Linked DNA regions of Pan troglodytes: all the other regions are linked to region 3. Evidence: chromatin contacts called from public Hi-C data. All regions are on one chromosome and are shown on one strand. Each heading gives the region's core, a stretch centred on a gene start, on an enhancer-like site or on the middle of the called end of the contact. The rest is flanking DNA. Distances are from core to core; before and after follow the strand shown.

What was found. A called contact is a pair of places that touch in the nucleus more often than the background predicts.
Region 1: a Hi-C map of stem cell-derived neural progenitor cells shows a contact between it and region 3, with 3 times the contacts expected there. The contact joins the promoter of NAA20 here to the enhancer-like site in region 3. A contact is called at or near these places in 2 of 7 Hi-C or Micro-C datasets (induced pluripotent stem cells and stem cell-derived neural progenitor cells), 1 of 1 datasets of contacts at active chromatin or transcription factors (stem cell-derived excitatory neurons) and 1 of 1 other capture datasets (stem cell-derived neural stem cells).
Region 2: a contact with region 3 is called in a Hi-C map of stem cell-derived neural progenitor cells, with 8 times the contacts expected there. The contact joins two enhancer-like sites. A contact is called at or near these places in 3 of 7 Hi-C or Micro-C datasets (blood, induced pluripotent stem cells and stem cell-derived neural progenitor cells) and 1 of 1 other capture datasets (stem cell-derived neural stem cells).

What each region holds. Positions count from the first base shown.
Region 1 is chr21:26,545,560-26,548,938 of NHGRI_mPanTro3-v2.0_pri, reverse strand. NAA20 (N-alpha-acetyltransferase 20, NatB catalytic subunit) reads right to left here and starts at 1,406. Exons shown (of 6, transcript XM_514540.8): 1 at 1,226-1,406. The coding sequence starts at 1,278.
Region 2 is chr21:26,522,461-26,525,552 of NHGRI_mPanTro3-v2.0_pri, reverse strand. RIN2 (Ras and Rab interactor 2) reads right to left here. Exons shown (of 14, transcript XM_016937522.4): 12 at 3,031-3,092. Among named protein-coding and RNA genes, the nearest start is that of NAA20, 24 kb to the left of the region's middle. Within about 2 kb of position 1,817, at least 13 of the 24 cell types and tissues checked have an H3K27ac peak or open chromatin away from gene starts, as enhancers often do. A contact at or near this core is called in stem cell-derived neural progenitor cells and stem cell-derived neural stem cells, where this site is marked.
Region 3 is chr21:26,307,248-26,310,602 of NHGRI_mPanTro3-v2.0_pri, reverse strand. The region is part of intron 1 of RIN2 (Ras and Rab interactor 2); the gene reads right to left. Among named protein-coding and RNA genes, the nearest start is that of RIN2, 27 kb to the right of the region's middle. Within about 2 kb of position 1,677, at least 10 of the 24 cell types and tissues checked have an H3K27ac peak or open chromatin away from gene starts, as enhancers often do. A contact at or near this core is called in stem cell-derived neural progenitor cells and stem cell-derived neural stem cells, where this site is marked.

The sequences.
Region 1 (3,379 bases), core at 157-2,656, 240 kb before region 3:
AAGTCTAAACCCCTCCTGTTTCACCCATTTCTTCCTGACTGCTCAGTGACAGAAACCAGCCACTAGATTCGCACTGATCCCAGTTGTCTCACCGCACTTCAAGTTTCCCCACTTTCATGCCCCGCTCCTTCTCCGGAACTTCCTTCTTCCTCACTTACCAATGTGTTATCCATCTTCAAGGCTCACCCCCTCTTTGAAATGTTCCCAGCCATCTTATCCCATAGTTCTTTCCATCTTCCTGACACTTGAATCGGAACCACTTGGTCCTTAGTTTTCACATACCGCCCTGTTGTTTTTTTTAAAGTGGATCCAGGACTGATAGATGGCAAGGAAGGAGAGATACCAGTGTAGCAAAATGTTAACGGCAGAATCCAGGAAAAGTGTCTATAAAAGCACATGGTGAAATTCCTCCAACTTTTCTAAATGTGTGGGAATCTTCATAATAAAATGTTTTCTTAAAAAAAAAATTGGTACCTGCAAATCAGAGGTCTGGCCTTAACTCGAATCCAAAGAAACTGCATCCAGGGCTCTGGGCACAGCGAGCCTCCCCTAAGATCTGCCGTGACTCCTCACAGAGGAAAGGTGTGTACACCGGGGTGCGCAGCTACAGTAACTAAACTTGCAAACACTAACCATGACTGAGACAGCATCTGCTGCAGGGGACACAGTGATCAGTGTCATTTCATTTGGATACAATTTAACCACGGCCACCAGGTGGGCTTCACGATGTACACATCCCAACAGCTGCTGACCAGCTTCCGATCCTCGCAAGCCCCCTCTGCGGCCCGGCCTTCGGCGGTGCCCACTGCCCAGAAGAGGCGCGGCCCGGCCACGAGCCAGCAAGCAGTAGGGCAGGGCGAGAAGCCCAGGTCGTGGGCTCCAGGCCGCGTCTCCAGCTCGCCCCATCACCCCAGCGCCTCCTGACAGCGACCACGAGCGGAGGCCCGAGCGCTGCCCCAGAACCTGCGAGCTCGCAGGGTCCAGAGACAAAGTTTGAGCACCTCGGCCAAGGTCGCCAAGGCCGGCGTGCGTCGACTCCAGGCCCACCTCTCCCTGGACCCTGTGGTCCCAGGGAGGCGCCCGCGTCGGCCGGCGGGGGGTGGTTCTCGCGGGTCCCCGCCCGGGCTTGGGGTCCGGCCGGGAAGGCGCGGCTGGGGCCGGAGCTGGCGGGGCCGGGAAGCGAGGCCCGGCCAGAAGCGGCTGGCCCTAGGCGCGTGTCACTCACATGTTGTTGAAGCGGAACAGGTCGTCGCAGGTGAAGGCCCGTAGCGTGGTCATCGCGCCGCCGCCGCTTCCGAAGACCGTTCGCCAAGACCCCGCGCCCGCCCTGCCGGAAGTCTCCCGGAGCGCGGCCGCCGCGGAACCGAGCGAGACGGGGTACTGCTTCCGGGCTACGAGTTGCTCGGCAACGACAGCAGCAAAGCAGCTTCCTCTGGCGGCCGGCGGCGGGAATTGCCAGGTCGCTCCTGTAAGGCCTCCGCGGCTGTGGCTGCCCAGAACCTCGGAACCCCTCCCAGGCAGCGGCTGCAGAAAGCAGGCGGCGACACCTGGGAAGGAAAGAAGCTGCTGGTGATGCGGAAACCCAAGCAGAAGAGCGGAGTTCGCAGCCACCCGGTGCTGCAGAGTAAATGAGGAATGGGAGAATTTATGACCCAGAATCACTTGTCCCAGTGTTGCGAGTTGCAGATGTCATCTTAAAATGTCAATACCACGTTTAAAAACAAAAAGAAGGCCGGGCGCGGTGGCTCACGCCTGTAATCCCAACACTGGGAGGCCAAGGCGGGCAGTTCGAGACCAACCTGGCCAACATGGCGAAACCCCCTCTCTACTAAAAAAAAAAAAAAAAAAAAAAAAAAAAGGAAAGAAATAAAAATTAGCTGGGCGTGGTGGCACGCGCCTCTAATCCCAGCTACTTGGAGGCTGAGGCAGGAGAATCGCTTGAACCCAGGAGGCGGAGGTTGCAGTGAGCCGAGATCTCGCCACTGCACTCCAGCCTGGGCGACAGAGCTAGACTTGGTCTCAAAAATAAATAATAAATAAATAAAAGCAAAACGAAATGTAAAATTGATTTTGATAGTACGCTTTATTTTACCCATTTATTTTTCCTATTTGGGAAAAATATTTTTCCCTGACCCCAGTTTATTATACCCGAAATATCATTTCAACATGTAACCAATCAATACTCAACATGTAATCAATCAATAAAAAAAGTAATGTGATATGTTACATTCTTTTTTGCAAAGACTTTGAAATCCGGTGTGTATCTTACATTTGCAGTGCATTTCAATCTGAGAGAGCAGCTGTCATCGGAAATGCTTGTTCTCTATTTAGATTTCATCAATGTATGGTTAAAAAGCAGATTCTCATATCCAAGCGGTTCCAAATATACTGTTTTCAAATCGCTGAATCAAACATCAGTTTTTAAATTTAAAGTAGTTAAAATTAAAAGTTAAAAATTCCTTTATTCAGACCAGACACAGTGGCTCACGCCTGTAATCCCAGCTACTTGGGAGGCTGAGGTGGGAGGATCATTTGAGCCCGGGAGGTAGAGGTTGCTCTGAGACATGACTGCACCACTGCACTCCAGCCTGGGTGACACAGCAAGACCCTGTCTCAAAAAGATAAGATAAAGAGAGAGAAAATACATAAAGCAAGCAGGAATGCTGAAATGTATTTACACATGAGTGTTAAACTGGTCAATATCCACAGAGCTGTAATCACTGTCTCTCCTGGGCACTGTATAACACTATGCATTTGTATTTTATGGACAAGAAAAATTTTCATTACTATCAATTTTCCTCAGCTTACAAATTTGTAAAATTTTGTATTGTCAAAGACAATAAAAAGCAGAGAAAACCTGGAAACGTGTACTAGACAGTAATCTTTTTCTGGCCATTTCAAAGTGTTTCATAATTTTTTGTGTGTGACATGAACTAATGTTGATTTGAATTTTGTTCCTTATGAAGTAGTGAAGGTTTTTATAATATTTTTGGCTCTGATTCATTGGTATTATAAACATTAGAAGTTTATAGCTACTTTATGTTTGTATCTAGGTAATGGTGGAATAAACATGATTTTGATTTTTAGAAAAAAACACTGTGGGTTTAACACAAAGGTAGCATTGGAACCCTGCAGAAACTGGATGCTGTGGGCCAGCAGTTTGCAAGCACTGATACGAATTATTATTCCGATTTTGAGGCACAGATCAGAAATATCCTATAGCTACGTGGCCATTCCAACACATGGGGTCAGGGGAACGTGCAGGGCAGTACAGAGAATATCCTGGATATTCACCAGCTGGTTCTCCCTTCTCTCCTGTTTGTCTACTTATTTTTAAACTGTTATCAGTTTCCATTGCTGATTGCCTCCTATGAATTAG
Region 2 (3,092 bases), core at 568-3,067, 210 kb before region 3:
ATAGAATCTGAGTCCCCACTCTCCAGAAGTTTATGAATGTGTTTTTTTTTTTTTTTTTTTTTAAAAAAAACAGACACTGGCAATTTATTCCTGCAGGGACCAGAAGTTAGTTTGGCGAAATGAGTTTTGTGCAGAAGTGTCACCTTTAGGGCCAAAGTATTTAGCTTTATTCAGAAGCTTATTTATTTAGCCTGCAGAAGCCTCTCTCTGGTCAATAAGTGGCAATATGCAAGATGGCAACTGTCCCCTCCATGTGGATCAGGAGCCGCACGCCCTGCAAACTCGTGCTGGACATGAACACGAGAAAGAAAAATACCCTTCTTGTTTTCAGGTTGCAGATGAAGACTTGAGGTTATTTTTTCCCGCAGCATAATCTGGGTCACCCTGAGCCATGCACTTTCCATTGATCACATGTCAAGCTTTTTGTGTATAGAGTGATCTGAAGGGTTTTCCAGACCTTGCCACCTACAGTATAATCACCCTAGTTAAGAGTTTTGAATTGTTGATCTTTACCAAATATTCGCCCCACAAACAAATCAGCATGTGACTGTGTGTGAAACTCAGTAATCCAGAATACAGATGCTACATGGAGAATTTCAGGAGAAATCAATATGAACATAAGTATTCAGGAAAGGCTGTATGGAGGGTCAGGATTTGAGCAAGGACTCGGAGAACTGTTACAATCTTTGTGGGGGTGGAGGGGGGCTCCTTTGGACTTCAAATTTTAGACTCCCTAGCTCTCATCTGTTCAGGACACTAAGGAGAAAACTCAAATGCTGGAAGCACAAAATTGACCACACTTTGAAACATGTGGATGCAATTAGAGAAGGTTTTAAATTTCAGCAAGACTATAACCCTACCGCAAGAGCTGTGCACTTCTAAGGGATTCTATGACGCCTTTTTGGTAAATGAGAATACCTGCTTAAACAGCGGAAAACAGACGTGGCTGCTACCCCGCAAACCAAAGAGGACTTTGGGCAGGCACGGAAAAGTCCAATCTGTATTTTTGCCACTGCTCAGTAGCCTCTTCCTCCCAGGCTGCATAGCTTCAGTTCGATGCTGTGCAGGCCTGGTCTGTGATCACAGCCAACCCAACTGGGCCGCCTACTTCCCAAGGAAGGCAGCCAAGAAGCCCCAGACACGGTTAAGTGGAAGCAGGCTCTATTTAAGTGCGAGCTCACCAGCAGCTTTTGTATCCTCACTAGCTGTGCCCTTGTCTTTCTTGTGGGATTCGTGGAGGAGAAGACAGCCACCTGTCCATTAGTCATCAACGCAGGGCCTTGCCCTGGGCCAATCTGGGAAAGGGGCAGGAAGTAGCTGTTTCTATCCTTGAGCCACAAGATACAAGCAATGTTTGTCCTGAGTGCACATTGTCAGCAACAGAATCGACTTTCTAAGTGAAACCGGCGTGTCTTTTTCCCCAAAGCCCTAAGAGCTCTACATACTTATATTACTAGAATTAAACATGATTGAAGCTCGAAAAAGAATAACCAAACCCCAAACTGTATTAATAACAAACATTACAGTGGAAGGAAGGAAAGCATGCTATGTAGACTAACATGCTTCTCTTGGTCCCTGGGCAAAACCACATGTTTGGCCTTGTCCTGTCTAATCCCAGGGCAGAGCAGGCAAGAAAAGCTCCAGGGAGGGCCTTGGAGGCTCATCGGGGAGTGTCTGGTTCCATGGTTAGTAATATTAATAAGGGGACAGAAGAGGCTAAAGGGTGAAAGCATGAAAGAGGCCCATTCATACCTGCCTGGGATCGGGTACGGGAGGAGAGAGATTCATCCCCCATCCTGAGTCAGCACTACCCATGGTCACGTGGGAAGGGCATAATCGGGCTCCAAGAAGGGCGGTCCCTCCGACAGGAAAAGTAAGGCCTGGTGAATTCATATTACAGGACTGAGGAGACTAAGGGGGGCACATTCTGGGGGCGGTAAAAATGCATTTCATTCCCTCCAGGGAAAATGCTGGGATGACTCATTCCTTAGGGAATCCTGTCAGAGATGGACCTTTCTACTCAAGCCCAGACTGAAACTCACGGGAAAAAACAAAACAAAACCGTAACAATCCCCCCCAGGGCTTGTCTGGGCTTTTATCTGGATATATAAAAATGGATTAAGGGGATTCACAGTGCACAGGCCCTGATTTGTTCTCCTTTGAAAAGATAAGCTCACATAGAGTCCCAGTTATTTCTGCGTTTCAAGGCTGTGCACTACTGTGCCAAACATCCTAATCATTTCCATGTAAAATACCTAAGCTATGTGTAAGGAGAAGGAATTTCTGCTAAGACATGTTGGGGTTAGGCAGACACAAGGAGAAGGAACCCGAATGCCAACGTAAATTGAGAGCAAACTGCACAGATTCCACACCCCTGTATTTTTACTATAAAAATGAAAAGATACTTAAAAAAAACTGGAAAAAAATTAATACTGTTTTCACCTTGAAAACGAAATTTTAAAAAATAAAAACAAAGCCAAGCGTTTATACATTTCACTAATATAAGAGCAGGTTATTTTTCTGGCAATGGAAATATCCTCAACAAAAGTTTATAATTTCCTCTTGGAGCCAAAGAAACCATTTCTTCCAAAAAAAATGGCATTTATTCTACTGAATGTAATTTTGTATTGCCATTAAGCGATCTTAGTGAAGTATAGTTAAGATGGGGTTATATTTTTTCTTTGTGTTTTTCCTGACTTTTCCAAATTTTCTACCACGAGTGTGTATTACTTTTGCAATCAGAAAAAGGTTAGTACACTCTTTTAAATTAATAAAAAATTCAGTTAACACTTAAGATGTCAAAAAAGCACCCAAGTAACTGCTTCATGGGTGCAGAATTTTATTTTAGGGTGAGGAAAATAGTTTGACACTAAATAAAGGTGGAGAATGCATGACATTGTGAATATACTAAATGCCACTGACTTATTCCCTGTAAAATGATTAATGTTATGTGACATGAATTTCGTCTCAATTATAAAAAAATGAAAAAAATAGCACCCAGTTCCTTCAACTTTTCTCAAAAGCAGTTACCTTCTCCATGTAACAGCGATGGGTCTAGGAGCTCCATCATGTACTCGATTTCAGTGTCCAAT
Region 3 (3,355 bases), core at 428-2,927:
ATTAGGCATAGTCACTACGCTTTCCCTAGAAATGATGGCTTCATGCATCTTCACGCTTCATGCATCCTCATTATCTATTGCTATATAACAAGTCACCGCAAGACTCAGTGGCTTAAAACAATAATCATTTTATTATTGCCATGGTTTCTGAGTGTCTGGAATTCAGGAAGGGCTTGGCTGGGTTGTTCTGGCTCAGAGTCTCAAATGTGGTTGCAGCCAGATGGTAACTGGAACTGGAACAAAAGGCAGAGTGTGTGGGGGTGGGGAGCGGGAAGGTATGGCTGGAACAGCTGGAGACTGCTACGGTATCTCTCTCTTTCTTCATGTAGCTTCAGGGCTTTGTCATGTGATCTGTTTGCCTGGGCTAGTTTGGGTTTCCTCATAGCATGGTAGCCTCAGAACAGTCTAACTGCTTGCATGGCAGCTCAGCACTCCAGCAAGAATGTACCAGACAGCAAGGTGGAAATTGCATTATCTTTTTCTTTCCAAATTATCCTCAGAAGTAATGCAGTATTATTTCTGCTGCATTCTATTGGGTACAAGTGAGACACAAACCCACCCAGACTCAAGAGACAGGCATTCAACTTTACCTCTTGATAAGGAGGTGCCTAGGAGAAGGTGTGGGATGGGTGATGACATTGTGGCTATGTTTAGAAAAATACAATCTGTCCCACAGACTGAAGTTAGCAATGCACTGGAAATCTCACAGAGGGGGAAGCCATTCCCATTCTCATTTTTCACATGTATAAACCAAGGCGAAGCATTTCTAAGCTGCTTGTGGTCACACAGAGGCAGGGAAGAAACTATCACATGTGTTACTTTGACATATATACAACTTTAATGATGAATATAATGTATGAAAATTACTTTTTAAAGTATAAAATACGGCATCATTTATTGTAGTCATTCATTACAATTTGGAAACATCTCTGAAAAGTTTATCTCTGAAAGTTTGACATATTACCAAGGAGAATGAAGCTCTCCTTGGAAAGTTTAATCCACTCAACTTGATCTTCCCTGGGAAAGTATTTGGGTATTTCCTAGTCTCATATAATAGAGAACTTGGCAAGTAAAAATGATAGCCAACATTGGCCTTGCACAATGTTCCCCACTGAAATAGCCAGTACGCTTATGGATAAGAAATGCTTGCCTTGGGCTGGGGTTTAGAAAACATAGGCCTGTGGATGGGAAAAGGCAACAGTTCTTGTCCATCTACTGTCCACCGAAAGGATGTCCTGCCTGGCAGCACAAAAGCATCTGCAAACTGAATTTCCCCATTTCCTCTCTGGAGTTCAGTCAACTATCATTTCACATCATCCTGGGTTTTGCCCATTTTAGTTCTGATTTTTTTATTAAAGGTTGGGTTTTTTAGCATGTGAAAGTTCTTATGTTAGGACATTTAATTAGTGGTGGAATGTCATTACAGTTTTCTTTTGCTCTGGTGTGTGTGTGTGTGTGTGTGTGTGTGTGTGTGTGTGTGTGTGTAGAGGGGTGAGAACATTGACTAGCTGAAATGCTTAGATTCACAAACTCGTTTCTTCTGATTGCAGCTTTGCTTGCACGTTGTCTGCCACTTTCTGCTCCTTTTGTCATCTATTTTCTTTACTGGATCATGGGTGAGAGTTGATGTAGGCAGGGGACAGCGTGTGGGTGGCTAGCCAGGTTTCTTGATTCAGATGCGCCCTCTACCGTTGATAGAGTGAAGTGTAATTTCTTTATTGTGCTTACTCTGGAAGAGGGGGAGCATGTCTGATTTTGTGGTTTTCTTTGATCTCTGAAGGACCCTTTATTTTATTCTTTTTGCCTTCTTTCTGGATATCACCAAGTCTCCAAGGGGCAGTGCCCTTCCTAGTTTCCCTCCTCTCTCCCAGTAACCTCGCCTTTCCTACGGCTGTAGCCTCCAGTCTCACACTGTCTGGTATTCCCACTCAGGATGGGGCCTGTCCTTCCAGGGGTAATGTGATCTGGGCTGCATCACCCCGGGCTGTGCACACTCCTGCCCTTCTCCACTTGTCCTCTGTGGTCCCCGCCCAACGCTCTAGACAGGGGCGGGCTCCGGAGCCTGCCTGGCTGGACCTGGATACTTCTCTCACTACTTACAGGAAATTTGAAGTCTGTAGAATTTTGTCTCTTAGTAATCCTGAGGGCTTGTGTAAACAATGGTTTTATTTGCTCTATTTGTTGATTTGGGTAAATTTTTTTAAGTTATGGTAAGAGATTTGGATGTAGGCAACCACCATTATTCTACTGAAATTCAGAGTTCCCTATGTGTTTAAATAATAATGCCATTTACTGTGCTGAAACATCCATTTACCCAAATCTATTTGCTCTTCACAATACAAGCATTTCTTAGTGCAACAGTATATATAGCTTTTTAAACAAGGAACCCTTTGTAATAACTAAATGCATACACACACACACACACACACACATAATTGTTTAAATTCCTTTCTGACCACTATAGCATACTTGAAGCTAAAATTCTTAAATATCATCAGCCATCACCAAAACAAGCAAACTTCCTACCTCAACTACATCAGCAAAGGGCACAGCACCCTTGATAGCATCTGCTGTCCTGAATAAAACTACAGGTTGCGGGAGTTACTGGCAAAGCCGCATCTGATTTTCAAGTTGCCTTGGGGCAGCAGGCAATTGGCCAATTTCAAGCAGCGCCATCCGGTGCCATGTGCCAGCCCTGCTCTGACACACTGTGTCCGTCAGTGTCTCACTGTGCTAACCTGGCCTCGGCCCTGGAGTAGACACTGCAGGTGCTGCTCGTGTCCCCTCTTCCACGACAGCCTGCTGGACTCCACACTGCCAGCATCCCCGTCTCCTTGCCTGAGGGTTCCTCTGGCTCTTGGAATGAGCTTTTCTCAGGGAGAGGCCTGAAATGCTGGGAATCAGTTCCCAGACCCCAGTAGCCCTCAATCTACAACTGATGAGAGCGAGTGTGAACACCTGCCCTGCACCTCCCACGCCTCCACCCCTCGTGGGATAGTCAGCTTCCCGGCAGGGGTAAGCTGTGGCTGTCCATGGGGTAAATTATTGATAATACACTCCATATTGTTGCCTCCCTCCCCTGCCTCACCCCCCCCCCTTCCCTAGGGGTTTCCTGGGACCACCCTCCCATCAACTACTTGCATTCTAATCAAATCCTTGTTCAGAGCCGGCTTCGGGAGGAATTCAGATCCAGACAGCTCCCCAGCTCAGGGCCTCACCTCCAGCCACCCAGAGCGTTTGCCTGGACAGGAATCGCCCAGGTCAGAGACAGCCGCAGCTGGGTCCCCATCCAGACAGGGCAGGAATGAGAGGGGACGCCCAAAAACCTGGGGGTCCAGGGAAGCTCAGGAGAAGG